Linked DNA regions of Zea mays: region 2 is linked to region 1. A link is a contact called in public Hi-C data. All regions are on one chromosome and are shown on one strand. Each heading gives the region's core, a stretch centred on a gene start, on an enhancer-like site or on the middle of the called end of the contact. The rest is flanking DNA. Distances are from core to core; before and after follow the strand shown. Region 1 has its middle 12 kb from the start of LOC103646936. Region 2 has its middle 59 kb from the start of LOC103646939.

Evidence for each region. A called contact is a pair of places that touch in the nucleus more often than the background predicts.
Region 2: a contact with region 1 is called in a Hi-C map of leaf mesophyll, with 2.5 times the contacts expected there. The contact joins two enhancer-like sites. A contact is called at or near these places in 2 of 25 Hi-C or Micro-C datasets (leaf mesophyll and tassel).

Annotation. Positions count from the first base shown.
Region 1 is chr2:127,577,523-127,584,045 of Zm-B73-REFERENCE-NAM-5.0, reverse strand. No RefSeq gene overlaps it. Among protein-coding and RNA genes, the nearest start is that of LOC103646936, 12 kb to the right of the region's middle. Within about 2 kb of position 4,140, at least 4 of the 20 cell types and tissues checked have an H3K27ac peak or open chromatin away from gene starts, as enhancers often do. A contact at or near this core is called in leaf mesophyll, where this site is marked.
Region 2 is chr2:128,094,498-128,101,020 of Zm-B73-REFERENCE-NAM-5.0, reverse strand. No RefSeq gene overlaps it. Among protein-coding and RNA genes, the nearest start is that of LOC103646939, 59 kb to the left of the region's middle. Within about 2 kb of position 3,715, at least 19 of the 20 cell types and tissues checked have an H3K27ac peak or open chromatin away from gene starts, as enhancers often do. A contact at or near this core is called in leaf mesophyll, where this site is marked.

The DNA.
Region 1 (6,523 bases), core at 2,891-5,390:
GCAAAGTGTAAAACTGGTATATCAGCCGTGCTCACGGTCATGAGCAGCTCGGACCCTCACATGATTAAATTATGGAATTAAATTCAATTTGTCATATGCATTGCATTGTGGGTGTTGTTATCAATTTTGATCTACTACTTATTTGGGTTGGTATCTACTTATACTTAGTAATTGCTAATAAAATTTTGACCAACTTTAAAAGCAATGCTCGGCTTCAACCATCCTCTTTGGTCAGCCTTACACTTCACATGAGCTCCCACCTTTGGTGAGTTCATTCACATTATTCCCCACAACTTGTAGAGCGATGAACGTATGTGAGCTCACCCTTGTTGTCTCACACCCCCCACAGGTCAAGAACAGGTACCGCAGGATTACGCGCATGAAGGATGATACGATGAGTTCGTGAGTGGTCTAGGCCGTCGTCTCCCAGTCAACTTTGGGTTGCTGGATCGTTGTCTTCATATGATGTAATTATTTATTTGTTTTGTACAAAACTCCGATTATATAATAAAGATGTGATATTCGTTTCTGTACCATGAGTCATCATATGTGTAAGACTTGGTCATAGCTCACATGGTGATTATCTCGCGCCCGGGTCTTGGAGCCCCCGAAACCCGGGTGTGACAAAGACCTTCAGCGGCGTAGGTCGTTACCTTTAAGGGCCTCAAAATTGCTTCATGCACATTGGCCATTCTTTTTTCCTTTCCTAGGAGTTCCCGCTGGAGCGGTTGCTATCTTTGATAGCGCTTGTACCTTCAGCTGTTCTTGCCCATGGCTCTTTTCCGAAGCTAATCCCAAATGAATGGGTGGTGGGGCACTCACCCCAGTTGCCTCGATTCTTTTCATCTCACGCTCAACAATTGCAAAAGTAACATTAGACCAGAAGTGTTTTTGATTCAAATCAATGAAAAAGTATTACCTTCAAAGCTGGGAGGGTCACTTCAGCTGCTTTGGCAACTTCTATCTTTGAAGTCCCTGTAGGAGGTAGTTTTACAGCCATTTCTAAAAAGTATGACTTCGGCCGGTGGGTTAGAATTTTTGTCTTCTTTGGCTTCGACGCGGTGGAGGAAGTCGTCTCTTCAATTTTCCTTTTTATCCTCTGCTTCCGTGCGAGAAAGCAGTAGTCAGGATAGACAAACCCAATAACATCAAACACTCTATTCAACCTTCTTTTTCCGCGAGCACCAAAGGCAGTGTTCATGGCTTCATCTTCAGCCTTTGTATAAGCCCCCAACAACTCCTCACTAGTCGCTTCAATAGCATCAAGCCATTCATCATCTGGCTCACCAAATTGACTTCTATAGCGATAGGTATAGTTCAGGTAACATAGGCCACCTTCGCTTGAGCTAGCAGTCATCTCCTTCGGCATCTCCCATTCGTTACAAGGGGCCACACTTTGAAGGCTATGTGCTCTTGGACCAAGTCTCTAGTACCAATGTAGCTACACACAGTGTTGAAGGCCACCAGGCATGCTTGAGCCTTTTCGCTATTCACGATCAAAGGCCTTCTGATGTCGAAGCGTGATTGTATAGGTCGTTGAATTACATCCTTCACATCCTTCCTCTCAACTAAATCATTCTTAACATAGAACCACTGCTTCATCTAGGACCCTGGCCACTTTTTCCGAAATATTGGAATAGGGCATCTCGTGTCGGAACGATATACGAAGGAGTAACAGCCAAAGTTGCTATGATATTGTTCCTTCCCAACTGCCTTCGTCTGGCAGGATAATTCGTGTATATTGCAGAAGCAGACGTCGTCTGGTTCCAGCCCTTGGCTCCTCATTGCCCAAATAAAAACTCCAACTTTAATCAAAGCTTCGGGAGTAAGATGATGAAGGTATATTTCGAATCTCTTTAGCACTCCAACTAGCATTTTATGCAAGGGAAAGTGAAGGCCAGCCTTCATAAAACTTTTGAATACTACCACTTTGTCTGCTTCAGGAATAGGAACAAAGTTCTCTCCTCCAGCCCTCACTATGGATATATCATGGAAATATTTGCCCTTCATTGCTTCAATATGCCCTTTCTTAATAGTGGATTTTCCAAAAAAAAATATGGCTCGGCCTCCATGGCCGATCTTCGGCGTCCTCTGCACCACTCTTGAAATCAAGGTCATCGCTGCCCTCAGAATCTTTAGATAATCCATCTAGAATCTCATTGGTTATCTTTTCAATATTAGTCTTCTCCATGGATTCGTAAAACCCAGCCAGTGCGGGGTCCTCACTCCTCTTGTCTTCGGTCGTCTCAGCTTTGGTTAAAACAAAAGGCCGAAGCTCGAAAACAGTCGCGGTTACAGTGGTAGCAAGCTAAACAACAAAGCCAACAGAACCTTGATAGCACGAAAACATATTTTATCACAACCCTCATATATATATATATATATATATATATATATATATATATATATGCAAAGCACTACTACAAAGTGACCCGCATGGTTCAGAAGGTTTCGCTATTCTAGCGAAGGGAAGGTGTTTTTTTGGACCTTCGGCTAAAGGCCTTAGTTCGTTTTGCAGTTTGAATTTGTTACAAAGAAACAAACTAATAATACGAGGGGATATTGTTGGGGGCCTTCGTCTTCTGAAGGTCCTCAAAAACACGACTAACCATTTTTTATCAGCATATTACTAAGTGTTACAAGAGCTTCGGAATTAGAGTAGCTTCAACGCAGAACGGTGGAAGCATAACGAAGTTAGTTTCGTCACAACGACACAGGAAGCCGATACAAGGACAAGGTGTTATCCAAGTTGCTAAGTCAAAAGACAATGTTGTTCCTGTGATATTTGTAAACTTTGTGTGTAATCTATGAGGGCATGAATGTAATATCGTACGAAGCTGTACGACTCACTATAAGTAGATGAACAGTGCCCTTCATAAAGTACCTTTTTTACGGACGATGTAATTGTTGTGTAATTCTCTCCCCATGGCATATTTGTTGTAACTCTTCCTGCAACTACCAAAGGTACACTTGTAAAGTTAATTTGAGATAAGAGGAATATATCTGGAAGATATCTTGATTGAGTTATCATATCTGAACTCTTTTGTACTTATACGTTCATTTATACATTCAATACTTACCTTCATTACTGAAGGGGTTACCCCAAAGGGTTAACTCCTTCATGACGAAGGTTATATATCTCTTTAATACTGTGTTGCCTTGTTTTTGATAATGTATGGCGATCGAAAACGAGTGATCAACAACAAGGAATGGTATTCAATTTCTCAAAGAAGGAAATGCATCAATAGTTTATCACACAATTCCTATCACCTAATGCATCATTCAAAGTTGGTGAAACTTTAAAATACAAGGAAAGGTAAATGCATCGGGGCTTGCCTTATGTTGTAGGAGTTTCTGCTTCCTCGCCACAGATGTCGAAGTAAAAGTTATTTTCCACTGGAGGATTCTTGGTCTGAGAAACAATCTCTTCTTCTACTATGTACTCTTATTCATGTTCTATACGTAACAATACAGCTATATGAATGCTTATGCTATGTCATGGATATGCAACTGTATAACAAAAGATACTAAGTTGTGTCTTGAATACAACTTTCCTTCACGGTGCTTATCATCTATAAAGACTTCCTAGCTAGATACCCCTTCTAAGATTAACTTACTAACATTTTTAGGCTAACAAGTGAAGGTAAGTGTACTAAGTTAAATTTTTATTTACAAAAATACCTCTAATTCCTTTGGTATTAAAATGGTTACCCCATTAGACCGTTTACTGATTTTCTAGACAAATAGTGTCCAAACCAATTTAGACTTCATGCAAAATTTATAACCAACATTTTAAGTTTACGCATAAAATTTTATGATTTTTGGGATTACTAAAATATTTCTAAAATTTTGAGAAGCCGTATTTAAGTACCTTTAAATACTACATAATTTAGAGTTTGAAATAAAAATCTTGGAAATATTTTTATTAAATGCTACTTGATTTTAGGAGTCTAACAAAATTGGTCTCATATTTTTACCATTTGCCTACCATTTTCTACAGATTTTGCAAGCAAGCAATAAAAAGAAAAAAATAAAACATGAATAATATTGGGTCGAATTCAGCCCAAAAGGCCTAAGTCCACGCAGAAAACTACGTGCGCGGCTGCGCCCACACCCGCGCTCGCTGATTTGCGCGGAGGCCCCTAGGCATTTGAATAACTAGAAAATAATCCTGGGGCACTATTCATATGTTTCACTAACAACTACACAAAAGTCATCCTATTTCTATTTCTTCATGGCTCCAAATCCTCAACGCCGCTCCGGTCGAACCCCTGGCCGGAGTCGTGGGTTCCCATCGCCGGCGACCTATTCTGGCGGTAGCGAGTACAAAAGCTCCATCTCTAAAGCTATCCGAGCACATCCTATGGACTAATTTGACTAACTTGCCACTAACATGTGTCTGTCCGCGACAATGGCAGAACAAGGACTCCAGCGAGCCCGTTCTGGGTTACATGAGCCGGTAGCGTTCAATCAAATGACTCGAAAAGAAGCAGTGACCTACTAAGGCTATGGTGCTTATGTGAATTTGGACAGAGACAATTCGGAGTGGTCGGTCGACGTGAGCAGTGTCAACGGCGGCGTTCCTTGTGTCAACATCGTGTTCTAAGAGCTATAGCACGGTACCGTTCAATTGACCAAGACCGGGATCATCTAGGGGTCAAAGAGGTACTAAACTGAGAACTAGAGGGACACAAGCTGACCTAGGAAAGGCTAGCCACGACGAGATGTCTCATGACGTCGTTCCGGCCGATTCTAGGGAAATCTGGAATTCACGAGCTATGGTTGATGATCTGAGGTGAGAAGTGGTGCGCTAGGTGCGTAACAAGAGGGCGGAGCAGGGAGGGCACTCAATTTAAAAGGATTGATCGCTTGCTTCGCTAATTTGGGACAGAAGTGCCCACGGCAACGCTCAGATTTTTCACTGAGGTCAGTCGTTGTGACACGCAAAGGCGCAATGGCTCGGGAATGCTTACTTACTGCTCACCACCGTCTCGGGTACGTGGTGAATTAGCCTATGGCATGGCATGACTGGGATCAATGACAGCCATGACGCTATTGGCCGCTCGGCCACGTTGCGGAGCAAGTGAATCACAGTCGTCGAGCCGGTGTTAGAGACCACATTCACCTCCCCCATCTTTTCACGCCAACGTTTATCCACGCCGAGCTTAGCACGATCTTTACCGGCGAGCGCGAATCACGACATGGGGATCGGCGGCGAGGCGCACTGCTTCTATGATCTTTTTTAGGTATTGTACCATGCCATCACTCGTTCACCCGTCTAACAGAGCAAGTTTGGGGGCAATTTACTTCCATTTCCCAATCGCAACATACCCCTCTGTCTTCAGCAAATTTGTTCTCCTATATAACATATTCAACTTTGCCACAGAGATCATGGGCTTAACCTCATTGGATCATCCTTAATTTGACTCCAAAGTCGGACTAGTGCCACGTCAGTCTAGGTTCAGAGTATCCCTTCGACTGACAACCCGACTTTGGGAACATTTTACACTAGGTTCCGTATAGTTTTAGGGCTAAGTCACTTTATCAAATTTGTACTACTATAGTAGCTCTACAACTTTGTTATGGTGACTTATAGCAAACTCCTCATGGTTCAAGAAATGCAAGAGCCCAAAGTTAGCACATCTACACTGAGAGTAGAGATGCTTATGGACTTTTTGCAAATTACTCCAAGTTTCACCACAAAACTTGAAAATCTCCAAATATAAAAGTTGCTTAGTTTTTGTTGCTCTATCACTTTGATATACACTTTTGGCAAAAAGTGCATAAAATATGAAATCACTCTATAAGGCACTAATTAGGGATTTGGGCTCCAAGTTAGGGTTTTGAGTGTCCTAGGGTACATTAATTGCTTAATCTCTCTAAGGTAGTATTTCTTGAACATTTCTACCAACTTGTTAAGATCACTCTTTAGTGTCCACCACATAAAGTCACATGCTTCTAGTCCTTGGAGAGAGACACTCCAACCTAGGGTTAAGAATTCCCTATACCACATCATACCATCCCTCAAGCATCACATCAAATATTTTGCTTTGAAGTTTTAGCCTAGTGAATGCATTCTAAGTATATCATACACAATGTAATGCTAGTGCATATGATGTCATGCCAAAGTTTTAGTTCTTGTAACACTAGAGGTGTTACATCCTTCCCCCCATAAAAGAATCTCGTCCTGAGATTTAAGGCTCCTAGGTAAGTAATGGAAAAATAAATGTGTCACAACTTTATTTCCTAATTTCTCTTACAAGGCAGGGGTGGGTGTGTGGGTCTGCTTTAGCTTTACAACAAAGTACACAAACCTTAAAGGTTACAAAAGCTTGAAACTTAGGAAAATGCTTTTGTAAAAAACCTTTAGATTCCCAAGTAGCCTCCTCTTCCGTATGTTGGTTTCACTATATCTTATAGAACTTGAGTGTCCTTTTTTGAGTAACATGATCCTTTTCCAAATTAACTTCTGATATATCTATGGTTTGATCGGGGACTCGAAGACACTTCTTCAGTTGTGATA
Region 2 (6,523 bases), core at 2,466-4,965, 520 kb before region 1:
CCCAGGGCCTCCAATATATCTTCCCTACACACAATATCTCTTCTATTTACATCACACACAAACACATAGCGTAGTGGTAGAAGCTATCTATCTCCATAGGGAGAGCTGGTTCCCCTTTATTTACAGCGCGCGGGAGGGTCCTTGATGCACGAAGAAAATACCAGGGGTTGAAACTTAAATATAGTAGAGATTTTAATTGGTCCATTGTAAATGAAGTAGTTGCATTTATTATGTTGTACTCATTGTCCTTAAAATGGTGTACTGATACTGTTGTGGTAGTGCCCTGACTTTCCTCATACGGTATCTTCCTTTCGAAGACATACAATAGCTTTTTGAAGAAGGAACATCACTAGCTTCCAGTGGAAGACAATAACATCCACTCTTCTAAAGGAAGTTACGGGCATGAGAGAACTCTATAGAAGCAGTGCACTACTCCACTCCTAAAGCGCCACAAGTAATATGAGACCAGTACCTCAAATAGGTCTAAGCCTCTACCAAAATGCCATGAGACACAAGTACGCTGACGATTATCCTCCACTGAATGTGACATTGGCTTCAATGTCACATGGACAATGAGGATGATAACAAGCTAACCATGACGTACTTGTAGCTAATGGAATCCATGTAGCAGAGTACTCCTAGACTGGGTGGAGTAGTTCCTAGACACATTGTCATCGATCATGACCATGCTATTGGACACACTAGGAGTGTCCGACTACTTCTCTGACAATCTAGTCTACATAGATTACCACTTCCCTCGAAGGTATGTTCATGTTAAATTATGATGTTTTGGGTTTATTTATGTATTCTCCAATTTGTTACACTCGATGAAGGTATCATATGAAGAAGCACATTTTTTTGCAAATTGTAGAAGCTGTTGAACTTAGAAATCCATGGTTAAGGTGAGACCAGATGCAACAGAGAAGATGGGTCTATCATCGTTACAGAAAGTGCATATCCACACTATGTATACTTGCATACATATTTCCAATGGATGCAGTAGATGAGTACGTGCGCATTACTGAGTTGACAGCCATAGAAGCCCTAAACAAGTTCTGCAATAATGTAGTTGGCATGTTGGGGCCTAGTACCTTCGTGCACCTACCATAGGTGATGTTTCCAACCTTTTGCAGGTAAACATAGCGAGAGGCTTCCCTGAGATGCTCGACAACATTGATTGCATGCATTGTGAGTGGCATAACTGGCCTACCTCTTGGAAGGGTATGTTCACCGCCCAAGGGAAGCATCCATCTATGATTCTAAAGGTGGTTGCTTCACACGACCTATGGATTTGGCATGCTTACTTTGGTATGCACTAGAGCAACAACGACATCAATGTCCTACACCAATCACCAATATTTGAGCCAAGTGCATGGGGATGCCCCACCAGTGGAAATTATAGTGAGTACACAACATGGGTTACTACCTTGATGATGACATTTATTCTGACTAGCCTACCTTCGTCAAGATGGTTCATCAACCTCTTACACACAAGGATCATAGGTTTGCTCAAATGTAGGAGTCAAGAGGTAAAGACATCGAGCGTGCCTTCGGTGTATTACAAAGTCGTTGGGTCATTGTTTGGGGACCGTCCGACTAGAGGCATCAAAATCTCTAGCATATAATATAGGTTTGCATTATCATGCACAATATGTTTATTGATGACGAGCGCGACATGGAGTTGCCGTACTAATATGATAATAATGGCAACAATAACAGTCCATTTCCATGTGGTGCACAGGAGCAATCTGAGTTCATTGCCGCACACCATCATCTTAGGGATAGGATCACACCCACTAGGTTGAAGCACAATTTAATAGAATATGTTTGGAACTTGTATGGCGATCCGTAAGTTGATGCATGAATCACAGACTGTTTGCCTTCAATGTCACAAATAACAAATTGATTTAAAGACCAAATAATGTAAATTTCCAAGGCAAAGGCTCAACACAAACATTGGATGAAATGGTGTGCTCACTTCATGTTTGCTGCCCATCTTGCTAGAATCTCACACTTCATGGCTTTATAAAATGACCATAGTGTTGGATTACAAGATTCTAAATCGATTCCAATAATCTGTCCATCTCTCTTTGCCCATGCCATAGCCATGAGTTCTACCACCCACTCCTCTTTCTTGTCTATGATGGCAAGCCAGTCTATTTAAACGAGTTAGTGAATGTTGTCGCCAAGTGTGCCATTCGACCTCTCCTAGTATCCAATCTTCTTCGGTGTCAAATCCGACATCTTCAAGATGTACTCTGCGCTACCGAATGTCGTGCCTTATGACGTCTTCCTCTTGGTAGATTTGTTGATGTCCCTCTCGACCGGCCTCTTGTTATTGGCTACGAAACTGGACATGAACTGCCATCATCCATGGGGGTGGAATCTATATTTTTGGTTACCAACATATCAACATTTTGATTGCCACGTTCCAAGGCTAACCATTTTGCTTCATCCTTGAGCCCTCACAACAATGAGACACAATGAATGACCTTTTTCTCCAAGTTATTGTACAAGGTGATGGCAGCATCAATCTATAAAATGTATCATGTTAAAGTGGTTTTGTGTAACGTACATGTATCATGCATAATATAATGGAATCAGGTTATGTTACCTTGTCGGTATCCAATAGGGCACTGTGGTTTTCGTTGATCACTTGCTGGTGATATGGCACAAACTTGGTAACTTGCTCTTTGGTAAGATCCCGACAGCCTTCCCAGCTACATAGAATTCAGTTCAGGTATGATGCTCCCTTTAACTTGTTGTATTCACTTCCAACAACTTTCTAGAATGAGGACTTATACCCGCAAGAGAAAAGTATGTGTAGCACCCCAAAAATCAAAATCTAGAAAATTTCTCAAACCCACTCAAAAATCAAATTGAAATTTTAAATTTCATTTCAAAAAGTTTGTTTGCAAGTTGATCTCAACAAAGAAAATATAGAGGTCTATATTCTCTCCAAATTCTCCTCAAAATAAGTTACAAATATTTTCCACATGATCCCTTCAAATTCTTTCTTGAAATACTACCTAAATATTTCACCGATATTTCTCCAAATATGTTTCTCCTGAGAAATACCCTCAGAATCAATTTTAAAATCCCTACAAATATTTTCTTAATAATTTTCCTGTAAATCCCAAATTTTTTTTGCATCAGAGAAAAATCATGAAATAAATAAATTTGGGAATACTAAAATGTTATTAACCAAACATAAATCCTAAAACATTAGAATGGAATAGTCCTCTCATGAACTATAATATTCGAGATACTTTCCACAATTTATAAATAATTCTTAAAAGGGAATATGTGTTACTTCTCTAAAAATAAGCAAAACAACATAGGTTCATTGTTATTGATTTTAACCTTTAATTCGATCACACATTCACAAATGATATTCTCCTAAAATGAATTATTCTTTATGGCATGATTATAGGCATTTACTTAAAGGTATGAAATAATAAGATAATAATAAAATGATACCTTTCTATGCATCCATTATGGATTTTGGGTTGTGCATACTTGAATTGGAAACCACAACTCAAATTCGAGTTTGAAATTTCAAATTTGAAATGAAAACAAGAAATAGAAATGAATAAAAAAAATAGTTCTCCACTCCTGGGCCGATTTCTTTTCCCTCCCCTCGGCCCAGTGCCACTTCTCTCACCCACTCGGCCCAGCCAGCCGACCTCCCCATGCGGGCCTGTCGTCATTCCCACTTCCATGTGGACCCCGCTTGCCTGTTTCTCCGCCAGGTGGGCCCCTGTGGCCGGGTCTTCTTCTCCCCCGCGTGACTCGCTCGCACGCTCACCGGTCGCCGGGGAATTCGGGGGCGGTTAGGCCGATGGATTACCTCCGCCCACCTCGGCATAAAGGACCTAGCCGCGACCTCCCCACTCCTCGCATCGTCTTGACCATCACCAGCAGCGAGCGCCATAGCCGAACACAGCCATGAGAGAGAAAAGTCATAGCCGCCACTAGGTCTGCTCGCCGATGTGGCCGTTCGGGGCAAACACAGAGATCTCGGGAGCCGGGGAACCTGCTGGGCGGAAGGAAGACCGGTGCCCTCGTCTTCTGCGCACGTCGTCGAGGTGCGGGGTCCGTCGACCGAAATCGTGCGCAGGCCTTCGCCCATGCTCGATAGATTCCTCTGGCAAATCGCATGGCGCTCGGATGGGTGCGCGGGTTGGTGCGGCCGCCGTGGGATGTCGTGGTGCCCTGGCCAAATGGTGTGGGGGAGTCGGCGATGTGAGCTGATGACCGCCGGGAGTGCGGCCGCCGTGGGATGTCGTGGTGCCCTGGCCAAATGGTGTGGGGGAGTCGGCGATGTGAGCTGATGACCGCCGGGAGCCAGAATCGGTCACGCCATCGTCAAACCCCGATTTGCTGCTCATGGCGTTCACTGGTGGATGTTGTGGGTGGCGGTGCCCTCACCGTGCAGATTGCTGCCGTGGGTACAGGGAATTTCTCCCCGGAATCTTGCCGCCACCGTAGTACCGCGTACGGCCGGGGCCAGGCTTCGGTGTTGCGTCGTTGTTGGTGAGTATCCATCCACCTAATTCCTCATCTCCCTCGCGTTCTCTTTCATTTAGTAGTGATCGGGGGTGTTGCCGATGCGATATGGGGCCTGCTCCGGCGAGCTCGTCGGTGTAAGCCTAGGCGGGGCCAGGTCTGGTAGTGGGGAGGTAGGAGAAGGCGTGAGTGTCGTCCGATCTAGCTCGGACGGATGCGATTAGATGAGAGCGTAACCATTCACGAGAATTAAATCTGAGCCATATATTATCCATACGATGGCCATGGGTAGGTGCTTGGCATGGCGAATCTTGGGTCGTCAGTTGCAAATCCAACGGGCACAATTGCGTACTGGCTCAGGGTTATGCGGATCTAATCCAGACCACACACGGTGGATTCAACGGCCGAAGTCTATCCATACCCCTTTGCAGCGACCATTTTGCTAAAGAGCCCTCCAAGAATTAGCTAATCAACCCGCCGTCCGTATGGATGTAGTTCTGTGTCTTGGGAATTCTTGCGCAGAGATCCCTGCGCTTTCCAATATTTGGCGCACAGTCCAGTGAACCAAGAAAATAATAAAAACAATATAGAAAACGATGTTCACTTGTTCACAAATGCTACGAGTTAAGAACAAGGCAACACAAATGTTAATGATTAACGACCTTCGTCCTTCGAAGCATTATCTCCCTTAGGATATAATGATCTTCAGACGAAGGTAATGAAGGACATACCTTCATCATCTCAATATGTAATGAAAATCAGGTACATATGTTACATACAGATAATATAAATACTCATATCAAATCATTAGATCATCTATCTTCTCATTATATGATCATGAACAAACATTAACGATATTGAGTTACATTTATACCTTCGGCTTGACAGAAGGTAAGAATTCAAGAGTGACGTGCGAGTGAATCCCAGTCAAGGTGAACAGTACAGTGTTACTGTTCATCTATTTATAGGCACATGACACAGCCTGGGTAAAATTACATCCAAGTCCTTGACATTTTCTATTGACTAAGGAATAATCTGTCAAGGACTAAGCAGTCTTTTCCCCTTTAGGTCGGTTTCATTCTCCATCACTGTCTTTGCGCTAAGCCGAAGCTTCATCATCCATAGCTTCGGAACCGACTCATCCTTCTTCCAGAGCGCTCCTTTCATACCATGTGCACCTTCATCTCAAAGCCTAAGGTTCCTGTAACAGTATATTACACTTGGAAAATATGTTAGTCGTGTTTTTGAGGACCTTCGGAAGACGAAGGCCCCCAACAGTAGCCCCTCGCAGTATTAATTTGTTCTTGTATCTAACACATTCAGACTGCGACGTGAACGAAGGCCTTTAGCCGATGGTCCAAAAAAACACCTTCCCTTCGCTAGAATAGCGAAAATCAATGACAAATGGGTCCTGCCAAGTTACAATGCACTAGGCATATAAATAGAAACCCACAGCGGCAGCATTTGCTACACCATTTCTGTTTCTTGCGTTATTTTCTCAAATTTTCAACTCTTGTGTATTAGGTCTCGCTTGATTTTCGAGCTTCGTGATAAAGACAAGTGCTTGTTCCATGTCTGAAGAGAAGAAGATGTCTGAGGAGAAGAAGATATCCGAGGAGGAGAAGAAAGTTGCGGACCCTTTTCTTGCTGGGTTTTACGAATCTATGGCAAAAACAAATATAGAGAAGATCACAAAGGAAATAATGGCGGATTTGTCTGAAGATTCCGACGATAGCGATGACTATGATGTGGAAAGTGGAGATGAAGATTCTGAGGACCGGCCCTGGCGACCAAGCCATACCATCTTCGGAAAGTTGACCATTAAGCAAAGTCATATTGATGCCATGAAGGGAAGATACTTTCGTGACATGTCTATTGTGAGGGTTGGAGGAGACAGCACCGCCCCTGCTCCTGAAGAAAATGAGGTTGTTGTCTACAAAAGCTTTTTGAAGGCGAGCCTTCGGTTCCCATTAAGGCGAGCCTTCAGATCTTTCTTCATCAACTTACTCCCGAA